2 separate regions of the Sus scrofa genome follow, and region 1 is linked to region 2. A link is a contact called in public HiChIP or PLAC-seq data. All regions are on one chromosome and are shown on one strand. Each heading gives the region's core, a stretch centred on a gene start, on an enhancer-like site or on the middle of the called end of the contact. The rest is flanking DNA. Distances are from core to core; before and after follow the strand shown.

Region 1 (5,452 bases), core at 501-3,000, 490 kb after region 2:
AGGCTGGCAGCTGCAGCTCTGATTCAACCCCTAGCCTGGGAACCTCCATATGCTGCAAGAGTGCTCCCCCCTCCCCGCAAAAAAAGAAGTTCCCAGGCCAGGGATCAAACCCAAGCCACAGCAGTAACCAGAGCCACAGGAATGATAACACCAGATCCTTAACCTGCTGTGTCACCAGAGAGCTCCTGGGCAACTTTAAAAAAAATTGAAGTATAGTTGATTTACAATGTTGTGGTGGGCAACTTTCTTCACTTCTCTGCACTTACTGATCTGTAAAATGGGGCTAATTGGCATGTAAAGCAGGCCAGGTGGGAGCACTCAGCGTCAGTCATTGTAGTTAGTTCTACAGGAGGGGACATGGAGGCTCTGGGAGGTATGTGCCTGGTCCAGAGTCTCAAGGCTGGAAGAAGCAAGTCTTGGGCTCCAGATTGGGTTCTGGGCTCCAAAGCGCGCTTCTCTTCATTCTACACTATGGTTGTCTCCTGACCATTCCAGCCAATAAACAGTTACTGGATTCTGCTGTGTGTCAGGTTCCAAGTGAATTGTGTGGTTGATAACAAAACAAAAACAAACAAACAAACAAAAAGGCTTCTCAAGAGGGGGATAAGCAAGAATGATGGCATTAGTGTAAACTCCTCCAGGGCTCAAATTCCAGCTTTTTCATTTCCTGGCTATGCGACATTACTAAGGTCCCTAATTTCTCAGCCTGGTTCCTCCCGTAATGGGGAAATACAAGACCTTCCAGCAGGAGAGCTGAAAGCACGCACCTGTCAGCCCTAGATAAACCAGAACCGGTCATTATTCTCATCTTCCCACTTTATTTTTAACCAACCTGTGCACTCGGTAGTAAATTCTTCCCCCATGTCCAGATCCCCAGGATCCCGGTTCTCCTGTTCGAGGCCACCCCAGTGAACAACTTCTCTCGCATTTATTTGACAAGGCGGCTGGTTCACACACCCGCAGACACCCGTACCCCTCCCCACAACACGTTCTTTCAAAACAATCGGTAGTATGATTAACGCTGTTCTTTTCGCTCCTTCCTTTTCCCATCTAAGTTATCTTGGAAGTCGTCCCATATTAGTGCGTATTGAACATTTTTCTTTTTAGTGGAGGCACTGTCTTTCAATGTACGGATTCTGTCTTAACGTGGTTGCCGTTACTATTATCAATCTGGATACTCCGAGGGCTCGGGATCCATAGAGCTGGAGTCCGGCACCCCGTTCCAGACCCGGCTCTGCTCAGATTTCGTCCAGTTGCATTGGGTTCTCTCTTCCCCACCGACTGCTGGGGGTGGGGGAGTGGGGGATGGGGGTGCAGAGAGGATCAGCCCGGAAGGTCCCTGTGTCCGAGTGCGGGTCAGCGAGAAGCGCGCGCAACGGCTCCCGGCTGGGTCAACCTTTCAGCGCAAACGAAGCGAGGGGTCTGGCACAATCGAGCTCGGAACCAGTTACCAGGCCCTCCCGCCACGCCACCTGACTTCGGGGCAGCAACGCTCAGGCAGCAGCTACTCACCCCCGCCTCGGCCGCTTCACCCTTCGTCCCCAAGCCGGCAAGGTTACAGCAGTCCCTGTCCCTTTAAGGGGGCCGAACCCCGGCTCCGCTACTTCCGCCCCAAAGCAACATGGCGCCAGCAGGGAGAGGAGGAGGAGGTGAAGGCTTGGAGACTGCGCCCCTCAAAAAGATGGCAACACCCTGGCCGCCGCGTTCGCGCCCGACGGTGACGTCACTTCCGGGGCGGAGGAGGCTGAGTGGTGCAGTGAGGGACAAACAAAAGGAGGCGCCGGAGGGGCGCTGCAGCCGGCGGCGGGACGGCGAGGCGGGGGCTCGGAGCTGCCGGCTGGGCGGCCGGGCGCGGCGGGCTCAGGTAAGAGAGTGGGGAGGGGAAGGGGGCACGAGCTGTCACCTCTCGAAATCCACTCCTATACGTCCCCGGCCAGCTGTCCGGCCCCGGGCGCCCTGGACAGGTCGGGTTCTGCCCGCCGGGGCCGGCTCCCTGGAGGCCTCCTGCCGCAGCTCAGTTCGGCCTTCCTCCGGGTTCCCCATCCCCGGGGTCGCTGGGGCCCCCACCCTCTCCGCGGTGCCGCGGCGCGCGAGCCCCCTCCCAGGCACCCCAGTGCCTCCTTGCGCTCTACATACCGGGAGTTTCCGCCTCGGCTCCCCCAGGTCCCCTTGTCATCCCCTGGGTTCCCCCAGATCCTCACCCCTCCACACACACATACCCCCTTCCTAGAGGTTCCACCTCTGGGATCTCTTCTTGGTAGTTTTTTTTTTTTTTTTCGTTTTCAAAAAAGCCCCTTCTCCTGGGCTTCTGACACCCCCCTCTTTCCTGGACCCCTCCCTCTCCTTGATCCGGCGGGAACTGTGCCCTGATCTGGGGCAGATCCCTGGCTAGGTTCTTGGGGGCTCTCTGGACTGAGATTCCTGGGAAACCTGGTCCAGGGTCCGAGGCTCTGGACCCTACAGATGTCCTGTGCATCCAGATGGGCGGGAGAGCCAGGTCTGATGAGGTCCAGGCTGGAGGTCCAGCAAAGTTGGCTCCCAAGGTGAAGGAGCTGAGCTGCCGGCATTTGAGGTTCATGATGATTCTGCTCCTTTTGTAGACTGCTTCTTTCCCCTGGTCTGGACTGGAGTGAACCAAGATTGAGCTGGTTCTTAGCTGATGCAACTGCTGCCTTTTTTGGGAAGAAGGAGTGGTGGTTGGGGGGTGTCTGGCAACCTCCTCCTGCTGGAGATTTGGCTGGAGAGGGGGGCAGCCCTTGGTGACCACACTCCTCCTTGATGGAGGCTTCCCTACCCCCCAGGAACCTTTTGAGGATGAAGAGGGAGAGAGCTTGATGAGGGAAGGGGAATTTGGATCTCAACTACAGAGGAAGGCTGGGACAGCTGAAAAGCTCCCAAAGGCCTCTCCCACCTTTTCCATTACGAGTGCTTTTTACCCCTGCCAAACTGTATCCTGCCCTCTGAGCAGACCGTCTGGCAGACAGACAGACTGGAGGCAGGAGGAGGAGGTCCGATGCTGTGATCCTTCCTGTGGAGGGACGGGGCAGTGGGAGTTTGTTCAGAGGAACTGGGCAGTGCCTGTGGCCCAGTCACACTGGCATTGCTTCCATGAAGGTCACGTTTTCTTCTGGCTCACAAGGGGAGGGAAGGACAGCTGACTGGTGCCAGAGGACTGGCTTTTGGAGAGGTGCTGGGGTAGGAATACTGACCGCTGCCTCCCTGTCTCCCAGTTTTAGCCATTCTTTGGGGTTAGCTTGAATGCCCCTCGCCTTCCAGGGGCTGTGGGCCACAGAGCAAGGGCCCGAGAAATGTTCATGACTTCCCCCAGATGCTCCATCCCCGGGACACACCTACTAGGAAGCCGTTTCCTCTGCACACTTTCAGTGGCCTTTCTGGACTGGGGTGGGGGTGGGGCGTGGGGTGGACTGCCCCTGTAGGTCAGGACTCAGGTCAGAACTCGGCCGGACCTTGGGTTGCTGCCTGGCTTGGTCTGGACCTCGCCTCTAGGAGGTGGAGGAAAAGAATCAGCCTGGTTCCTGACGCCCTCTCCCGAGAGTGGAGGTGATGGATTTTTCCAGGCTGATGGTCTGAGACCTCGTGGGGCGTCAGCTAGATTGGAGGTGGGGCCCTAAAGCCCAGCACAGCATCGTTCTGTCCCTTGACTCATTCATTCATTCCCTCAGCCATCCTTTGGTAAGGGCCTGGCCTGGGCCGGCAGTGGTACTAGGAGAACAGAGTCACTGGCCACGGTCTGGGAGGAGAGGCAGGCAGGAGAACGTTGATACAGCGGCCGGCATAACACTAGCAATGTTCCAGAGGCAGCCAGAGGACGAGGACTTAGCTGGGGTGAATACATAGGGGGAGGTCAGCTAGTGTTTCCTGCAAGAGGAAGGGTTAGGAGACTCCTCTGCCAGGGAGTCTAGAGGCCTGAGTTCTGGGCCCGCCTCTGTCCCGGACAAGTGACAGGACCTCTCAGCCTCCGGGTTGTGGGGGCGGGGGGGATCCCACTCCTTGCTGAGGGGGGTGGAGGTGGAGGCCGGCTCCCCTGGCTTCTGTTCCTCTATAGCCCCTGGCGCTTCACTGCCTAGCTGTCATCACCCTGTGCAGTATTGCCCCGTTGTTGACTGGCTCCCTGTGAGGCTGGGGACCGTCTCCTGCCTCTTTCCCCCAGCCTAGTGTCCACCATCAAGTAGCTGTGATACCTGCTCAGTGGTGTCAATGGCTGGAAGGCTCCACAGTCCCTTTGTGCAGCCGTGTCCATTCCCCCCCCAACCCCTTGCTCCCTTCCCGCTAATGCCTCCTTATCCTTTGGCCTTCCCTGCCTGATGGCTGGGTCATGCTTCCAGTTCCTGGCTGGTTTGGGCTGCCCCAGCCTGTAGTCCGATTGCACCTCTCTCTCTCCTACCCAGCTTGTCTTGTTCACTCTTGTGGACCGTTCTGAGCAGACTGCCTGGCATGTAGTAGGTGCTCACTAAATGCTTCTTAACTACAGGTGATGGCTGGCTTTTGTGTTTGCGTGGACGTTGTATGTCTGGGCCGGGGCCATGTCTCTGCCCGGATCCAGCTCACCCCGCTGTAGCTGACCTCTCCCCACTTCCGCCTCCAGTCCCAGATCTGGCCAGGCTGGACCGCTCAGCGCTCTCTAGATGTCCTCTTCTCTCCCCTCCAGGCAAACATGTGCCGTTCCTTCTGCCTGGAATGCTCTTTCTCAGCTCCCGCTCTTCCCCAGGAGTCAGCTCAGGCAGCGCCCGACCCTGCTAGCCTGGGCCTAGTGCTTCTGCTTTGTGCCATAGGGTCGGGGCTGCCCCAGCAGGGTCCCGGATGCTCAAGAGCCAGTTGTGACTGTTGATTTGGCATCTCCGCATAGACCGATCCCCTCTCGTCTGTGGCACAGCGCAGCCTGGCACCGAGCAGGCACTCAGACCATGGGTGGCACACACCTCTGCTGACAGCAGCTCTTGGTTCCTCGTAGGGAGGCAGCTTCCATGGAGCGGAAGGAATGCCAGGCCCCTGCCCCGACAGACGTGGGCCAGCCTCAGCGCCGACAGCCGACACGCAGATAGCAGAGCCATCCGCAGGGTAAGGACTGGCCAGCCGCGGCCTCCGGGCAGGTGCCTTCCCCAGCCCAGAGGGCGAAGAGCAGCGTATCTCTCCCTGCAGCCCTTTGCCCTCCTCTGTGTAAGTCAGGGCTTCTAGGGCAGAGGTGGCAGAGACAGAATTCTTCTGTCTTCTCTCGACTCAGGGGCCAGCTGAGGAGCACATGGCTGTCCTCCTCTCGAGGCCGGTGTGAACATGCATCACGGACTCCTGGGTTGTGTCCGTCCGGGTGGTTGTTAATGCTGTCTTGTGACCACGTTTCCCAAGGCATGTTCCGTGGAACAGCCAGTTTCTGTGGTCCCAGAGATCAGGTGACTCTGGGCACAGTGGCTTGTCTTGGTCTGCGCTGCAGGCC
Region 2 (5,769 bases), core at 1,576-4,075:
TCCCCCATCACGGTTCAGCAGAAACAAATCTGACTAGTACCCACAAGGATGCAGGTTTGATCCCTGGCCTCGCTCAGTGGGTTAAGGATCCGGCATGGCTGTAAGCTGTGGTGTAGGTCACAGATGCACCTCGGATCTGGCATTGCTGTGGCTGTGGCGTAGGTTGACAGCTACAGCTCTGATTCGACCCCTAGCCTGGGAATTTCCATATGCCATGGGTGTGGTCCCCCCAAAATAAAATAAAATTAAAAAGATTACAAAATACTCTTCCATATGCCATCAGATTTAATGTTACAGCAACTCTACCAGGTGTCATAATTGTCCATGATTCAAGAAAGGGACTGATAACATGGCTAGGGAGGGGGAAAAAAGCAATAATGGGTAATAAGGGAATTTAAACTCAGTCTTCAGACACTGAGTTCTGGGGTTATGACATCTGTCAACAGCTGCCAGAGGCAGAGGTGGAAAAGTAAACATTTAATCAGACATCAGGGTCCTTTCTTACACCTGTTAGAGCTGCACACCAGTTCTTATCAAACTTTCACACCCATTATCCTAATGGCAGAAGACAGTGAAAGCAACACCCCTAGTAAATCTGGAAATGTAACAGAAAGGGGACAACTCAGAGAGAAGTCTATTACAACCTTATGAGTCTATGCAAATGTCATCCCTAACTACATTAATACGAAAGGCTTCTCTCTCAAGAGAATCAAGCCAAATTGATGCTGCGGTCCCACATTTCATCCTGCGGCACTTAGGATGTTGAGATGATGATTTGGGAAAGATTCCCCAGCTGGGAAGTTCAATTTCCGGGGATCTGTTCCACAGAGGATAAGCAGATCTCACTCCAAAGAGCACTGAATGAGGGGCACTCTGGCCTCAGATTCACAGGGAATTAGAGATAGAAAATTCAGGTGAAAAATGTGAAAGTCTCTCTGGATGGAAACCAGGGAGAAAACCAAACTAAACAAAACACATTCTCCCCATTGCCACCCAGAGATGATGTCCATGTTTTGAGATCACTGGTGAAGTGTAAAGCGGGGGTCTTTTACGCTATCAACATCCAAGGATGGGGTACAGTCTAGAGTAAAGGGGCCTGAAACCCAAGTCGGACCTAGGTCCGATAGTTCCGACTTCCCATCAAGCTGGAAATCTGTGCCGCGGCCAAAGAAACCGGAAAGGGTGGGAAAACACTAGGGGACCGGGTCGTAGTATCAAACACCGGGGCTCGGGCTCCGGGCGGTAATGACAGTTCCGAGGGGGATTATGACGTAACTACATTCCACTCCTCCCTCCCGACGCCCGAGTCGCCGCTCCGCGGTGGGGGAGGGGAGCGCAAGGCCAGGACCGAGGTCCTTGGAGACCGGGAGACTAGGGAGCCCAGGGAGCCCAAGAGGTCCGGTTCTGGGCGGCGGGAGGCGAGGGCCGAACCTGAAGCGGGAAGCCCCGGGGGTCACCAGCCCAAAGTCACCCGGGGGTGACGAGTGAGGGCGGGGGCTGGGCTGCCAGGGGGCGGGACTGGCTGAGAAGACTTTTTGAGGGGGGCGCCAAGGGGCGCCGAGGGGCTCGCCCCGTGTGCCTTGGAGGCAGCACAGACTCTGGCCATGGCCCGGCCATCGAAGGGGTCTCGGGCTGAGTCAGGGAGCCGCGACCCCGCGTGTTTTACCTTTTTCTTGGCCGCAGCCAATTTGCTCTGTCGGGTTTCTTCCGACATCCCGGGACGGGGCGGGGGAAGGGGGGGCCACATCAGCACGATCCCGGCAACCACCGCGGAATTGCTTCCGGCAGTCACCGCGCCACTGTGCGACTGAGCCAGAAAAGGAGGGACCGGGGCGGTTCTAGGCAGCAGCGGCGTGGGCGTGGCCTAGATTCTCCAATCCCATTGGCCGATTGGAAAGATGAAAGGAAAAGGGGGCGTGGCTAGGCCGCCGCGAGCCAGGTGGAACGGGTGGAGTCATAATACAGGCTGCGCGCGCAGCCGCGGTCCCCGCCCACCTCGGCGGGGGGAGGGGCGGGGCCTGCTCTCGCAGGGTGCGCGCGCAGCTGGCTGTATAACGACTCCTGGTCTCCATCACAGGATTCGGAATAGCTGGCGGGCTGAGAGGCCTCTTTTTCGCCCTCGCCCTGGACCCTCCTGCACTGCAGACCCCCCCGAGTCGGGGGCCCCGAACCCCAGGGCTGAGGAGGTGGGCGAGGAGCGGACAGCACGGGGAAAGCACATCCCTTCCCAGTCCCTCTCGCTCCCGTAGCTTTGCCCCCAACTTTCTTTTCCCTGAGATCAGCTCCAGAGGCCTCCATCCGCTCCTCCACACTCTACCCCCTGTCCGAATACCCTCCTCGAGGAACCCCACCCTGATCCCGGGAGCATCCAGTCGCGGTCGCTCCTCCCGCACGGCTGTCCCTCCTCTCACACCCCCAGAGTACCGCTTTCCTGCCGAGGCGGACTCTGGGTCCAATCAACTTTTTCCCTTGGATTCCTCTCCAGGACTCAACCAGGACTTTCCAAAAGCTGCCGCGGGGCCTTCCGATCCCCTGTGAGTATGCCTCTGCCCCCTCTCCGGCCCTCCCACCCGGTTAGCTCCCTCGGCTCCCAGCCCCCCTCTCCGTCCCCAGCAGCGGCTGACCCACCCGCTGCCCTCTTCGAGGTCTTCCCTCAGCTGACCTCATTCTGCGGAGAAAGTCCAGGTCATTTCGCAGTCCTTCCCCTTCTTTTCCTCCTGCCCACCAAGCTTCAAAAAAGAAAGAGCATCCTGGCGTTCGTCAGTGGTACCCCAGGCTCTGCAAGTGGGCTCCGTCTCTCCTCCTTCCTGCCAGCGCCACAAGTGGTTGGTTGGTTTCCTTCTTTCCACACCACTGTCCCTCCCTCCCACTGTCCCTCCCTCACCCGTTCCACCCCCTTGGAAACCACTCTCATTCCCTCAAACACATGTGCTCTCTCCTGTCTTGGGCATTTGGATACACTGACCCCTGTCTGGGATACTGTTTTTCCAGCTTTTGGCCAAACTGATACCTACGCATCCTTTAAAGCTGAGCTTCCTCAGAGAAATCTCAGCCCCACTTTCTGGCTCAGGCCAGTGGCTCTGTGAGACACTCCCTTGGCTCCCTGTACTTCAAAGCACTTTGCAGATGGCAGTTAGTTGATTGGCTGTTTGACGGACTCATTTGAGATAATACCTGCTATGCGCCAGAGACTGTTATAGACACAGGGCAATCAGCAGTGAATAAAACAAAGTCCCTGCTCTCATGGTGTTTACAGCCCCGGGGTATAAGACTGACAATGAACATAATATTATTCCTGAAATGTACAACATGTCGGGTGGTGACTGATGTTAAAAACATCAGGACAGGGAGTTCCCGTGGTGGCGCGGCAGAAACAAATCCGACTGGGAACCATGAGGTTGCAGGTTCGATCCCTGGCCTCGCTCAGTGGGTTAAGGATCCAGCGTTGCTGTGAGCTGTGGTGTAGGTCGCAGATGTGGCTCAGATCTGGCATGGCTGTGGCTGTGGTGTAGGCAGGCAGCTATAGCTCCAATTAGACCCTGAGGCTGGGAACCTCCATATGCTGAGGGTACGGCCTTGAAACAACAAAAGCCAAAAAAAAGAAAGAAAGAAAGAAAACATCAGGACAAGGGGCTCGTGAGTGACTGAGGAGTGGCCATTTTAGCTGGGGTGGTCAGGAAGCCTTTTCTGATGAGGTGGGACCTGTGAGGAGAGCTGTAAATGGGACTCTCTGGAAGAAGAGCCTAATTGTTGGGTGTTTTATGTCTGGGACGAGGCTCTACAGTCTATGAGGGCAGGGGATCAAGCCTGGATGTCTTATCCATTGCTAAACCTCTGGAGCCTTTGCCTGTGCCTGGCAGCTAGTATTTACTCATGGTCCGTTGACTGGTTAAAAGCCCCTATCCTAAATATGGGAACCACGTCTGCCTCTGTCTCTTGTATTAGAGTTGCTCCAACACCCATTTCCTGAAGACTAGCCGAGTATCAGGCACCAGCCCTTGAAGCTTTTAGAGCCAGAAAGGACAAAGATGAACAGAAGGGTTTTGCTACCCAGTGAGACTATAAACCCAGGGATAACATAGATTTGAGAGGAGAACCCAAGAGGTGGACCTGAAGTGGATTCTCGGGTCAGACTGGGGACCAGGTAAAGATGAGTTTGGCTGAGAGTAAAAGAAAACCCCAAGTAATGAAGGCTTAAACAATCATCAGGCCCCCTCTATAATCCAGGACGCCTTTCAACTCCAGCATCCCTCCAGCTGGCAGGAAGGAGGGAGACCACAGAAAAGCATGCCTTCTCCCTTGGAAGGCAATTCCCAGACGTGGCATACACCATATCTGATTAAGTTCCACTTGCCAGAACTTAGCTGTAGGATCCCATCCGATTTCCAAGGGAAGCTGGGAAATGTAGTCCTGTTCTTGGGTGGAGGGTGTCTGTTACCAACCAGAAGCAGGGACAGGCAACTGGGGGACAACTTGTAGGTTCTGAATTGCGGATAGTTGGTCCGTCCAGCTAATGACTCTTTGTGCCACTCAGCGGCCATCTGCCACGTGTGACCAGGCTGATGCAGCCAGTGAGGATTCTCTGCACCTTGACATTCAGAGGCTGAAGGAGAAGAGGGACATGCTGGACAAGGAGATCTCCCAATTCATATCTGAGTAAGTCTCCTTGGGGTCCTCAGTGTGCTTAAGATAACTACTTTGGCCTCACCCGAGGCATGCGGAAGTTCCCAGGCCAGGGATCAGACCCACACCACAGCAGTGATGATGCCAGGTCCTTAACCCACTAAGCCACCAGGGGACTCCTAAGATAACTTTTAACTAGTGCCCAGTAACTGAAACCTAGCTCAGCATAAAAACAGGACTGTGCCGCTGGTGCCCGGAGGTCACAGTTGCTGTCTCAGGTAATGTGTGGTCAGGCTCAAAAGACCAGGAACTAGGAACTGGAAAGCCGTGGTTCTCCCAGTCTCTGTGGGGCCCATGTTCTCTGTCTGCACGTGGTCTCCATACTCCCTCTGCAGGTGTCCAGGGGAAGCTGGCTCTTCCACAACTCCTGGGTTTCCCCACACACCGTGCTGCAGCCACATGGCATAGACTGAGCAGCCTTTGAACGTGCATTTCACATGTGAGGGGATCTGACTGGCCACTCATGTGCCAATTTGTGTCCTGGGTTACATAGCACCAGTGTAGCTGCAGACCCCTCCCTAAGGGTATGGGAAGAATTTGCCAGGAGCGAGGGGGTAGACAGATCCCCTCCCCTACCTTAAGCTTCCCGAGGGCAGGGTCTGTCTTGGCATCACTGTGTTCCCAGTGCCAAGCACCCAGTAGGCCCTTAGTGAACATGGGTTAAATAGATGCCTTGTTACATGGAGTTCCTACTGTGGCTCAGTGGATTAAGAACCTGAAGTTGTCTCCATGAGGATGTGGGTTCTGATCCCTGGCCTCGTTCATTGGGTTAAGGATCTGGTGTTGCAGCAAGCTGCCAAGAAGGTCACAGACTCAGCTCGGATCTGGCATTGCTGTGGCTGTGGTGTTGGCCGGCCAGCTCTGATTCACCCCTGAGCCTGGGAGCTAACATATGCTTCGGGTGCGGCTGTAAAAAGAGGAAAAAAAATTACTACTCTCTGAAGCTTGGAGCTTTCTAAGGGATTCTCCCTCTCCCTTCCTTCCCCAGAGGCTACAGTGTGGATGAACTGGAGGACCACATCTCCCAGCTCCACGAGTATAATGACATCAAGGATGTCGGCCAGATGCTCCTGGGTAAACTAGGTG

The links. HiChIP or PLAC-seq counts read pairs in DNA pulled down with a chosen protein or histone mark.
Region 1: a contact with region 2 is called in an H3K27ac HiChIP or PLAC-seq map of alveolar macrophages. The contact joins the promoter of LRRC8A here to the promoter of GOLGA2 in region 2. A contact is called at or near these places in 1 of 5 promoter capture datasets (fetal skeletal muscle) and 1 of 2 datasets of contacts at active chromatin or transcription factors (alveolar macrophages).

The regions. Positions count from the first base shown.
Region 1 is chr1:269,207,910-269,213,361 of Sscrofa11.1, forward strand. LRRC8A (volume-regulated anion channel subunit LRRC8A) reads left to right here and starts at 1,751. Exons shown (of 4, transcript XM_001928850.6): 1 at 1,751-1,864; 2 at 4,973-5,079. KYAT1 (kynurenine--oxoglutarate transaminase 1) reads right to left here and starts at 1,644. Exons shown (of 13, transcript XR_002337758.1): 1 at 1,513-1,644.
Region 2 is chr1:268,718,349-268,724,117 of Sscrofa11.1, forward strand. GOLGA2 (golgin subfamily A member 2) reads right to left here and starts at 2,826. Exons shown (of 26, transcript XM_021069501.1): 1 at 2,663-2,826. It overlaps SWI5 (a long non-coding RNA gene), which reads left to right and starts at 1,884. Exons shown (of 5, transcript XR_001306646.2): 1 at 1,884-2,186; 2 at 2,486-2,534; 3 at 4,535-4,656; 4 at 5,672-5,766.